Regions from separate parts of the Mus musculus genome. Here regions 1, 2 and 4 are each linked to region 3. Evidence: chromatin contacts called from public HiChIP or PLAC-seq and promoter capture Hi-C data. All regions are on one chromosome and are shown on one strand. Each heading gives the region's core, a stretch centred on a gene start, on an enhancer-like site or on the middle of the called end of the contact. The rest is flanking DNA. Distances are from core to core; before and after follow the strand shown. Region 1 has its middle 4.3 kb from the start of Mir23a. Region 2 holds the start of Elmod2 (ELMO/CED-12 domain containing 2). Region 3 holds the start of Ddx39a (DEAD box helicase 39a). Region 4 holds the start of Il27ra (interleukin 27 receptor, alpha).

Region 1 (2,907 bases), core at 255-2,754, 490 kb before region 3:
AGGGGTAAAAAGATCTCAATTTAGAAGCCAGCCTGGGCTACCAAGACATGGTGTGTCTCAAAAAGAAAGGGCTAGAGATGGCTCAGCACTTGCTGCTCTTCCGGGGGTTCCAGGTTCAATATCCAGCACCTACATAGTGGCTAACAACTATCTCCAACTTTAGTTCTAGGGATCCTGACACTTTTTTCTGAACTCTGCAGACATACATGCAGACAAAACATCTGCACACGGAAATAATTGTTGTTTTGGTTTGGTTTTGTTTTTTTGAGACAGGGTTTCTTTGTGTAGCCATGGCTATAGCCCTGGCTGTCCTTGGCACTCACTTTGTAGACCAGGCTGCCCTCGAACTCAGAAATCCACCTGTTTCTGCCTCCCAAGTGCTAGGATTAAAGGTGTGCGCCACCACACCCGGTGAAATAATTTTTAATTAAAAAAAAAAAAAGCAACAAGGGGTAAGGCTCAATGGCAGCTGCTGGCCTAGCACACTGACTGGGCTTGGCTTCACCCCCAGTACCATATCAAGGAAGTGTGGTGGTTTATACACATGTTCCCAGCACTCCGCAGGCATTAGCAGGTATGTCTCAGGAAGTTTAAGGCCAGCCTGGTCTACAGAGGAAGTTCCAGGACAGCCAGGACTACACAGAGAAAGCCTGTCTAGGAAAAACAAAATAAAAATAAAAACAAGAAATGTGTCTACAGAGCAAGCTGGAGGGCAACCTGGGATACATGAGACTCTAAAAAAGATAAGTTTAGGGCTAGAGAGATGGCTCAGCGGGTAAGAGCACTGACTGCCCTTCCGAAGGTCCTGAGTTCAAATCCTAGCCACCACATGGTAGCTCACAACCATCCGTAATGAGATCTAACACCCTCTTCTGGAGTGTCTAAAGACAGCTACAGCGTACTTACATATAATAATAAATCTTAAAAAAAAAAAAAGAAAACAAGTTCAGGGCTGGAAAGATGACTCAATAGTTTAGACTGCATATTGCTTTCTGAGAACCTGAATTTGGTTTCCCGGCTCACATGTGGCGCCCTCTTCTGGACCCTTTAGGCACCTACACATACATGCACATACCCAACACATACACAAAAGTAAAAAAATAAGTCTTAAAAAAAAAGAAAATCTCTACTTCCCAATAATTGGAAGAGTTCCTGGGTGACATCAAGGACAGAAGCATTCAGTCATATCAGGCAGTGACAGGCAGGACAGTGGATTTAACGTCTAGATCTGGCATCACCGATGTCTGAGGAATGAGGAATAAGGATTGAGATATTCTGATGTGTCTTCCCCAGTACGCGTGCTTACACACACACACACACACACACACACACAGTCTCCAGCCCCAATCCACCTCTGTCTCTTTGGGTTCTGGGGGCAGCCCAGGTCCACAGGCTGACCAGCCTCCCCAATCACCTCCGGAAGTGAGACAGCATATTCGTCCCAGGGACCAGAACGGGAAGGGCGGCCATTTGGCCAGGCTGGTTTCCTGTGGGGTTTCCCCTACAAAGAGCCCAAGGCTGCAGCCAAGGCCACTCCCATCCTCACACACACCAGAGGTCTGTGTCTGGCGTGGAGGGGGCATTACCACGCAGGTGTCCAGGAGCTGGGACACCCTGTACTGACTCTTAGTCTCACAGGGAGACTCAAAGGGACAGAAGTCCTGGAGCTGGAGGGCTTGAGAAACAGGGCGGGGGGCCTTGGGCTGTGGTATCCCAGTCAGTTAAATTAGCACACACAGCCTTCAAGCCCTCGGCATCCCTGGAGGACCCACAGTGAACCCCAAGAAAGAACCAGGGCAGAGGCCCTCCGGTCGTCCCCAACCCTGATCCTCAAATACTTTCCACTCTCGCGAAGCAGCGAGGATCGGAAAATACCAAGGGCTGCAGTCTCCGCCCAGCTCCGCCCCCGCCCCAGCCACCAGCGCTCGCTAATGGCCCACTCTTCCCAGGAGCTGGGCGGCTGGGTTGGGGCCAACCCGACCTGCGGCACAGATGCCTGCCCTCCACGTCCGTCCCCACGCAGGAACCAGACAACCCGCCCGGGTTGGGGGGCAGGGCATAGGCAAGTGGGTGGGCCTAGTGCCTAGCCGCGAGTGGAGGGGGCGCAGGAAGGGGTGAGGGAGGGCTGAATCACTTGGTATAAATAGGCAAAGACGACAGCCACGTCCCACCCTCGCTGCCCGCCAGCCACACAGTCCAACAACCAGATCCCCCACTCTATTCCTTAACATTCTGTTTGCGGTGCTGGGTTCCCCTCAAGCCAATCAGTGCTCCCAGGGTGAAGTTCATCCCAGGTCCTGGCCTGGCCTGGGACTGGAGATAGGAGCGCTGACCTCCATCACCCACTGTCTTCTGGAAGGCTTGGCTCACTCCCTTAACTCCGCAAAACTTCCAGGAACCAGCCAGGCATTGTGAGGCGTCTCTGTCAGTCTACCATTCAGGAGGCTGAGCCAGGAGGACTGCCATGTGTTCAAGACCGCGGTAGGCTATGAAATGAGACTGTGTCTCGACCCCCAAAGTTGACTGTGGGTAGAGAGTGCTTGGCTATTTTGCTGGAAGCATGGAGTCAGCAGGTCCCATCTTAAAGCAGAAACCCTTCATCATGGTGCACACAAGTAAGCCTAGCATTCAGGAGGTGGAGGCCTAAGGACCAGTTCAAGGACATCCTGGACTACTTATCCAGTTCCAGGCCAGCATGGACTACATTACATTAGATCATGCCTCAAAAACTTTTATTAATAGATCGATAATTATTATTATTCCCAGGCCCAAAGCTTAGGGTTCCAGAGCCCCAAATGTACACAGGAGACAAAAGGGAGGTATCACCGGGCATCCCAGATTTGCTCCCCCGAGTCCCTCAAGGCCCATGTGCCCATCCTGCCACCCAGCCCTGCTCTGCCCAGGGCC
Region 2 (3,044 bases), core at 87-2,586, 380 kb after region 3:
GTGGTGGTGCATGCCTTTAATCCCAGCACTCAGGAGGCAGAGTCAGGTGGATTTCTGAGTTCGAGGCCAGCCTGGTCTACAAAGTGACAGGACAGCCAGGGCTACACAGAGAAACCCTGTCTTGAAAAAAAGAAAAATTGGAAAGGCATGTACTGCGCACTTAATCAGACCTAACACGGAGATGGATGGGGCATAGACAAGACACTGGCTTGAATATTTTTGGAAGTATAAGGAACTAATAGTGGTTGGTCCTGACAAGGGGACCAAGGAGCCAGGAATCTTGTTTGGGTAGGAGGCTAAACTGTCTGTCTGTCTGTCTATCTATCTATCTATCTATCTATCTATCTATCTATCTATCTATCTATCTATCTACTTTTTTAGGCAGATCCTTAAGTAGCCTTGAACTGCAGATCTCCCTGCCCACATCACCCTCCAGCTGGCATGTAATTACAGGCATGCATGAGCGTGCCCAATTCAGGAATTTCTTTTGTTTCATTTTTAACTTCTTTTATATTTAGCCTTCTCTCCACTTGGCTCTTTCTTATCCAACCCACCAACCCCATTATTGTGCCATCAGCCTTTTGTAATACATTCCTAACCCAGGACTTCTACATTTACTGTCCTGTGGATCAGTCTTCCTCCTGAAGCTGGCCCAGCACACTCCCTCATCTCCTCTAGTAACGCTTATCCTTACTTTGCTGATTCCGCTGTATGTAATGATCCCTTCCCCTACTCCCTAATCCCCTTAATAACTTTGTTAGGCAGCTTCACCTGATACTATGCTTTTGCTGGTTGGTTTGGCGTGCGAGTCCCTTGTAGAAGACCACCTAGCACATAAAAACCATACTTTTGAGGTTTAAAAAAAAGGCACAGATTATTCCTCCAGTAGAAACGATGTTAAGAAATGAACGTTTGATGAATTAAGTGTTCCATGTTTGTTTTCAGAGGAAAAACTCGCAACTTCTCATTGCACACACTTAGTCACGCAAGTTCTTTTGCGTCATCCATAAAGTGCCTTCGACCCAAGTTTCCTTTGTGCCTCATAAAGATGGGAAATAATCACTTCGCAGATTAGGAAATGTAAGTGAAAGTGCTGTGGTCACGCCCGCGGTGGAAGAGTCCCGGAAAGCCCAGAGCAAAGTTCCCAGGCCGAGTCCACAGGGAACTCGTTGGCGCTGGGCTGGGAGTGCGGCCGCCGCCGTTGCCATGGGAACCGTCCAGCGTCTGGCGCGCCTGCCCGCGGGCCCCTCCTTCCGCGCCGGCGATAGGCTGAGAGCGAGCCAATCGGAAGAAGACGAAGAGGCGGGGCGCGGAGCCAAGAGACACCCCGCCCCCGCAGCCTCCGTGCGGACTTCCGGGTCGCGGTGTTCGCAGGGAGCGCTCCACGTAGAGCGTCGTTTCCGTTGCCGGTGTTTGCAGCTGGGGAAACCGAGGCAGTGCCAGCTTCCCCCTAGTTCTTCCGCTCCTGTGAGGTGGCTGCTGTTTTATTTTTCTCTCACTCTGAGTTGCTGGCGTGCGGCTGCGCAAGCCTCGCTGGCGTCCCGCGGATAACCCGCAGGGTGCGGGGGCCGTCGGGGCTTTGTGCAGCGTTCCCGCGCGCGAGAGGGGCGGGACGGCGCGGTGCCCACGGGGCTCGCACTCGGTTTCCCGAGGCCCTGGGGCTCGGCGGGACGGCCTGCCTGCGCCTGGCACTTCTGCCCGCTTCGTCCCGACAAGCGCCGACGGGATGACTCATTTTAAAGATCCTGATCCGCGTGTCTGGCACCGACACCTGGTGCCTTGCCTTGCGGGGATTTCGAATTTGACAGCTCCTCGGGCCCGGGCGCAGAGAGGGTGTGTCTGCGAATCCCAGGGCTGGAGTTCCCGGTATCCCTCCTCCCCTTCGTTTAGCACCCGAAAAGAGTTTTATTGCAAGATCAGTTATATCAAGTGTATAGATTTTGTGGGGTTTTTTGTTTTTTAACCTCTTGGTGTCTCTGCCCTTCACCTACTGACTAGAACAATGATGAATTCGTCAGGATGCCATCTGCTCGGTTTCCCAACCTGTATGCTTCAGTTTGTAAGCCACTTGTAGTGTTTTCATTTGTCGGAGTCAGCTGACAGGGACAGCTGGGCGCGCTCTCAACCAAGGCTGAGAAGAGCTCATTTTTTGGGAAGCCACATCTGATGTGTGGTAGATTTGAAATTGTTGCTCGGTTGGTCCTTTTATTCTTGAACTTCTTTGTTCCAAGTTTCAAGGGATGAAAAACGGAAGTATGAATCCAAAATATTAAATATAATATTTGGCAAAAATGAAATGTGGTTATTCTTTTTAGCGATTAAATAATTTGGCCAGTTATTTGGCTACTTTTTACATTTTTTTTTCAAGTGACCATTTGGCAAATCATTATTTAAGCTGTTGTATGTTATTTCCTTGCCTGATGAATTAAACACTCACAAAATAGACACAATGGAATAATATATTTCATTATCATTTGGGGAGTTGGATCAACTTAATTTCTTTTTCAGTTTTATAATTCCAGTTTGAGACCGTTAAGCTTGTGTGTTTATATCCTCTTTCCAGGGAAACATGTTCGTGTCTCTGTGGGAGTTTTTCTATGGACACTTTTTCCGATTTTGGATGAAATGGCTCTTACGGCAGATGACTGGGAAATGTGAATTGCAGCGAATTTTTGACACCTATGGAGGGGCACAGAGGACCTACAGAATAGGTAATACCTTCAAAATAAAGAAAATTCAACATTAATTATAACCTAACTGAATTCTTCTGCTCACCCCATGGGAGTTTGATTTGAGCGAGTCACTGCAGCTGAGTTTCTTAAGCTTTGTGGTCTTTAAGTTCTTTTCATTCTACTACTGACTATTGAATTGAGCACTGAATATATAAAAAGAAACTTCCTAAAACATCCCATATGTATCCAAAAAACGAGCCTTTTGGGTGTCTTAAAAATGTATCAGTTATTATTCAGATTATATTTTCAATTGTTTACTAGAAAATTATTCTCTCTTCCATTTGAAATTTTTACACAAATGTATGAGGTAAA
Region 3 (2,808 bases), core at 208-2,707:
TATTTCTATTTGAAACTGAGTCTCATGCAGGCCCTCAAACTTGTGTGTAGCCCAGACTAGCCTCGAATTCCAGATCCTCCTGCCTCCACTTCCCAAATGCTAGAATATATTAAAAATGAATTCTAAAAAATGCCTGAGACAGGGACAGACAGATCTCTAGTTCCAGGCTAGCCTGGGCTACACAGTGAGATCTTGTTTCAACAACAACCAAAAAACTTTTAAGTTCTAAGACTGGCTAGGCAAGGTGGCCAATGTGGCTTAAGAATTAATGATGCTTTCACACGACCTGAGTTAGGTTTCTCAGTTTACATCCTTCTAACTCCAGGGTCAGTACTTCCGGCCTCCTAGAGCACCTGCACACAGGTAGTCATTCAAATATTTACACCTAAATAAAAAACTTCAAGAACAACCTCGATTTCAGGAGAACCTATCTTCTGGCCTCTCATATGTGTACTCTGTCTTTAGGCAGTACTGCTTTAAAAACATTTATTGTGCTGGTGAAAGGATAAATGTGAAGCCGGGCTTAGTGGGACACGCCTTTAATACCAGACCTCCGGGGACTGAGCCAAGTGGACCTCAGTGAGTTCGAGCCCGACCTGGTCTTCAGAGAGAGAGTTCAAGGACGACCAGGATTATGTAAAGAGATCCTGTCTCAAGAATCTAGGCACACAAAAGGTTCCGGGAACTAGTTGAGGCGCAACTCGGAGCGTATGGCCCCCCACCCCCAATACGTCAGGCCTTGCTTCAACCAGGAAAATGAAACAAGTGAACCCAGACTGTCACAGACCTAAAGTTTCAACTATAGGTCCAGGCAGACCAGAGGCAACGGGCTGAACCGGCCTCACACCGGGAAAGCGACGCCGAGTGAATGGCCACGTTCCTAAGAGGCGCGACACTGGCCTTCCGCATCAGAGTCTGGAGAAGAATCTCCTGGGCGAGCGGCGGAACAAGACGGGAAGCCGGTGACTGCAGACTCGGGACGTCTGCCCAGATAGCCTGAGTCCTCTCGCCGTGACCGAAAACGCAGTGTGGATCCGCCCGGTCCCTCAATCCCACCACGGTACACATGGGGCCTCCGAGAGCCGCCATTCCCATCACCGTCCCCGGAAGCCGACCTACTAACGGCTGGCCCGCCCCTGGCGCATGCTCAATGGAGCCCAACGGCCGCCGGCTCGAGGTGCCTAACCGTCCCGCTGCTGTGCGCCCACTCCTCCCGCTGCACCGCGCCCCGCAGCTTCCCTTTCGGCGAACCCACAGCCCCGCACCGCGGCCCCGGCCTCGGGACCCGCCACTTACCTGCCGCCCGGTTCGCCTCCGCGAGCTGCAAAGAGAGCCACCCGTCCGGTTCTACGCCGCGACCCTGGACGCGCGCTACAGTGCTTCCTGCCTGGAGCCCAACTCGAGTCTCGCTCACTGGATAGCTGGCTTATCACTCAACAGAGGAAAGGATGATGGTTGGTTTATAAGGACGCTGTCGACCGGCTATTGGGCGTACCTAGACTCAGGTTCATTGGGCAGTCGTAAAGTAGGCGTGTCCAAAGGGGGAGTGGGCTAAGCGGCGGTTCCCGCCCAGTCACGTGAGATGAGTTAAGGGCCACAGTGGATACTGCCACTTTTAGCTGGCATCCGCACGTTAATTGCGCGTGTATGTGCCCCAGCTTTTTAAAGTGTCCTTGCCTGCCTAGCTTAGAAGCCCTGACTCTTTTGTTTGGTTGTATCATTTCGAGACAGGGTTTCTCTGGGTAGCCCTGCTGTCATGGAACAACTCCATCTGTGACCAGGCTGTCCTCAAGAGATCTGCCTGCCTCTTCCTCCATGTGATTGAAGGTGTGAGTGCTGTGATTAAAAGCGTCCACCACCACGCCCAGCCCCCCTTTTTAAAAAGATTTATTTATTTTTGGTTTTCGAGACAGGGTTTCTCTGTGAAGCCCTAGCTGTCCTGGAACTCACTCTGTAGACCAGGCTGGCCTCGAACTCAGAAATCCGTCTGCCTCTGCCTCCCAAGTGCTGGGATTAAAGGCGTACACCACCAGGCCTGGCAAGATTTATTTATTATTACATCTTAGTACACTGTAGCTGTTCAGACAGCACCAGAAGAGGGCGTCAGATCTCATTACAGATGGTTGAGTCATGATGTGGTTGCTGGGATTTGAACTCAGGACCTGTGAAAGAACAGTCAGCGTTCTTAACCGCTGAGCCATCTCTCCAGCCCTTGTTTTTCTTACCCCTACATTGTACCACCACCAAAACAAAAATCCCAGGCCGTAAACTGAGCTCATAGTTCCAGAAAGCCAGCTCTTTGGGGATTGCAGAAGAAAAGCAGCTGCCTGACCCCAGATATCTGGTGATAGAAAAAGACCTTGTCTAAGGAAAACAGCTAACCCCCATTCTGCCCCTATGAAACCTTCTTCTCCCTTCCCCATCCTTAGCTATAAAATCCCCAGCCTGAAACACAATCTACATTGTCTAGATCATGGTACTGAGAGGCTACCTGCCAGATAAATAAACTCTAGATGTTAATGCTGTCTACACTCATCCTTTCTTTCCACAAACATAATTCTTTCTCTCTCTCTCTCTCTCTCTCTCTCTCTCTCTCTCTCTCTCTCTCTCAAAACAAAACAAAACAAAACAAACAAACAAACAAACAAACAAACAAAAACCAGTCAGAGTGGCACAGAACTTTAGTCCCAGTTCTCTAGAAGCAGAGAACTCTGCTTTCAACTAGCCTGGTCTACATAGGATAGTTAGAGGCAGGCAGAATTCTTTGAGTCCAAGGCCAGCCTTGTCTATACAGTAAAGTCCAGGATA
Region 4 (2,700 bases), core at 154-2,653, 330 kb before region 3:
TGAATGATGGACAGACAGATGGATGCATGCGCAGGTTAGGAGTGTGCCTGCCTCAAAACAGTAGCTCTATGGCTAAATGGCTGTGTCCTCACACAAGCCTGATGAGGAGCCAGGGTCCCAATTAGTGAATAGTAAGTAGGTGGCAACAGCAGCAAACTCAGTAGCTGTCACTGAGAGGCTGGAAGAAGTGAATTCGGTAAAGCAAACAAGACGGTCAATAAATGATCAGTGTTCACTTGAGTGCTCCTCATGTATCCCATAGTATTGTGCTTTTGCGGGCATCCAGTCTGATACTCCTGACAAAGCCAAAAAAAAAAAAAGTAGAAGTTATTATTATCTCCCCTCCCCCTCCCCTGCTTTGTGGAAAAGAAAACTGAGCCTAGGAGGGAGACGGAAGTAATGTCATTTACTATTCTGATTTAGGGAGCCTAGCTCCCAAATGCATATTTTCATCTACGCCGTCCACATTAAATAAAGAATCGCATGAACTCAGTGACAGGAAAGTCCAGCTTAGCACTGAAACTGACAACAGAGCCAGCATTTGAACCCTCGAGGGGATGAAATCAAACTCAGAACCGCAACCTTGATCCTCCAGACTGGAGATGTAAGTGGGCTAAGCCCTGATTCTTCCTCTTTGCTTTTGCAGGGGACTTCTTCGCTGATGGAGAAGCCAATACAGACCACCTGGCCAGCGAGCTGGATGAAGCGGTGGGCTCCAGCGAGTGGCTGGCCCTAACCAAATCCCCCCAGGCTTTCTACGGTGGTCGAGCCAGCTGGCAAGGGTCACCTGGAGTGGTTCGGGGCAGCAGAGATGTGTTGGCTGGCCTTTCCAGCAGTTGCTGCGAGTGGGGCTGTAGCAAGAGCCAAATTAGCAGCTTGTGCTAGGATCAGGGTTGAGCAATGGAGAAGCGGGCCGTGCCTGCAAGCTGCTGTCAGCTGTGCGATGTTCAAGAGCATTCCTACAGGCGAGGCACCAAGGGGTCCACTGTCTCCTTACAGACCCTCTGCCAAGATGCATACACTACTTGCCAACCTTTCCCCACCTTGCTGCCGGCCCCTCCTCTATCCAGCCAAACAGAAACTTGTTTTTCATGGCTGAGTTCTTCCGTGCCACAACCTCACCCCCAGCAGCCCAGCAGCAACCAGATGCCCATCTTCTTAAACTGGCTACACTAGAGTCTGCCCCACCTCCACCCTCAGTCCGGCCCTAATTGTCGCCACTGTCCCTGGCTAACCTCCCCCCCACCCCAAAACAGAGCCCCTGGTCCTCAGTACTCAGACTTCCTCACCACATAAAATAAAGGTTCAGTTCTGAGCATTTGCACGCGTGCGTATCATTGCTGGGGGTGGGCGGATTTGGGGACTTCCCGCCAGGGGCGGGGTGGCTTCCTTCCCGCAGGCTGTAAGCCCCAAGCCTGGTGGTGTCACTTGTCCCTGGGAGCCATGAACCGGCTCCGGGTTGCACGCCTCACGCCGTTGGAGCTTCTGCTGTCGCTGATGTCGCTGCTGCTCGGGACGCGGCCCCACGGTGAGCAGCTTCGTGAGTGGCTGGCTCGGGGTCACAGTTGTAGGGCATCGGGAACTGGGCGACAACAGGATGTAGCAGGTCGGAAAGGGGCCCGGGACTCCCTCTGCGCCATCCCAGCACGTGCCAGGCCCTGCGCTCCGGTACTGCACTACCACTGTACCAGAGGATGGACGCATCCACAGTCCAGCAAGTTCAGGCCCCGGGGAACTTGACCACGGTCCTCTCGGCTCTCTGCGCCCCTGCAGGCAGTCCAGGTCCACTGCAGTGCTACAGCGTCGGTCCCCTGGGAATCCTGAACTGCTCCTGGGAACCTTTGGGCGACCTGGAGACTCCACCTGTGCTGTATCACCAGAGTCAGAAATAGTGAGTACCCTGGAGTGGTCTAGGGGAAACTGAGGACGGAAAGTGGTCACTCAGATTTCAAGCGAATTTTGTTAAGAGGATCACCGCCCGCCCCTCAGTCCGGCTACTGAGAATTCGGTCCACACTCTCACAACCCTCAGGCTAGCCCACTCATTCCCTTATGGCATAACTCAGGTCTGACCACTTTCCCTCTCTCAACCCCCACCCCCACCCCCACAGTAATGACGGCACAGGCCTGCCATGATTGATTCTGCCCATCAGCACGGTAGGCACATGGCAAAGAAAAACTGCTGAGCACTAGAAAGCAGGTTAATATCGTTGTTGTACGACATCGGGCAGGTAACTTGAATTTCTGAGTTCACTCTAAGCAGCATGGTGACACACACCTGCAAACACAGCTCTTGGAAGATGGAGGCAAGAAAATCAGGAGTTCAAGAGCGACCTCAGCTTCACAACAAGTTTGAGATCAGCGTGGGCTGTAAGAAACTGTCTCAAAAAAAAAAAAAAGTCAGTGTAGCGCTTGTAATCACAACAACAATAGCTGGTTCTGGTATGGTTTGGGGTTCAGGGTCCAGGGGAGAGTGTATCTGGAAACTTCATTTCAATTGCGCTAAGTAAAGGACAAAGAAAAAGCACCTTGGGAGGAGCCCCGGGGAACAGCATGTTTTCTGAGACAGGGTCTTACCCTGTGAAGCTGGCCTCTAACAATCCTGCTTTCGTCTCCTGTGTGCTGGGATGACAGCTGTGAACTGTCGGGTGTAAACTGTCAGTCACCCGGCCCACTGTTGAGTTCTTTCAGAAAGTAGGTG

The links. Promoter capture Hi-C pulls out the DNA fragments that hold promoters and counts their contacts. HiChIP or PLAC-seq counts read pairs in DNA pulled down with a chosen protein or histone mark. Capture Hi-C pulls out chosen DNA fragments and counts their contacts.
Region 1: a FOXA1 HiChIP or PLAC-seq map of pancreatic cancer cells shows a contact between it and region 3. The contact joins the enhancer-like site here to the promoter of Ddx39a in region 3. A contact is called at or near these places in 1 of 39 promoter capture datasets (pre-B cells), 1 of 15 datasets of contacts at CTCF or cohesin (the NIH/3T3 cell line), 6 of 115 datasets of contacts at active chromatin or transcription factors (effector CD8 T cells, extraembryonic endoderm stem cells, fetal liver and 3 more) and 2 of 9 other capture datasets (adipose tissue and liver).
Region 2: a promoter capture Hi-C map of adipose tissue shows a contact between it and region 3. The contact joins the promoter of Elmod2 here to the promoter of Ddx39a in region 3. A contact is called at or near these places in 1 of 39 promoter capture datasets (erythroid cells), 1 of 484 Hi-C or Micro-C datasets (erythroblasts) and 1 of 9 other capture datasets (adipose tissue).
Region 4: a promoter capture Hi-C map of embryonic stem cells shows a contact between it and region 3. The contact joins the promoter of Il27ra here to the promoter of Ddx39a in region 3. A contact is called at or near these places in 7 of 39 promoter capture datasets (the C10 cell line, cranial neural crest, embryonic stem cells and 4 more), 2 of 115 datasets of contacts at active chromatin or transcription factors (extraembryonic endoderm stem cells and large pre-B cells) and 2 of 9 other capture datasets (adipose tissue and liver).

Annotation. Positions count from the first base shown.
Region 1 is chr8:84,202,753-84,205,659 of GRCm38.p6, reverse strand. No RefSeq gene overlaps it. Among named protein-coding and RNA genes, the nearest start is that of Mir23a, 4.3 kb to the left of the region's middle. Within about 2 kb of position 1,504, at least 371 of the 459 cell types and tissues checked have an H3K27ac peak or open chromatin away from gene starts, as enhancers often do. A contact at or near this core is called in the NIH/3T3 cell line, adipose tissue, effector CD8 T cells and 6 more, where this site is marked.
Region 2 is chr8:83,330,778-83,333,821 of GRCm38.p6, reverse strand. It overlaps Elmod2 (ELMO/CED-12 domain containing 2), which reads left to right and starts at 1,336. Exons shown (of 9, transcript NM_178736.5): 1 at 1,336-1,472; 2 at 2,564-2,711. The coding sequence starts at 2,570. Gm32327 (predicted gene, 32327) reads right to left here and starts at 1,203. Exons shown (of 2, transcript NR_168721.1): 1 at 772-1,203.
Region 3 is chr8:83,713,826-83,716,633 of GRCm38.p6, reverse strand. Ddx39a (DEAD box helicase 39a) reads right to left here and starts at 1,457. Exons shown (of 11, transcript NM_197982.3): 1 at 1,297-1,457.
Region 4 is chr8:84,041,278-84,043,977 of GRCm38.p6, reverse strand. Il27ra (interleukin 27 receptor, alpha) reads left to right here and starts at 1,403. Exons shown (of 14, transcript NM_016671.3): 1 at 1,403-1,528; 2 at 1,774-1,891. The coding sequence starts at 1,444. Rln3 (relaxin 3) reads left to right here. Exons shown (of 2, transcript NM_173184.1): 2 at 647-911. The coding sequence ends at 885.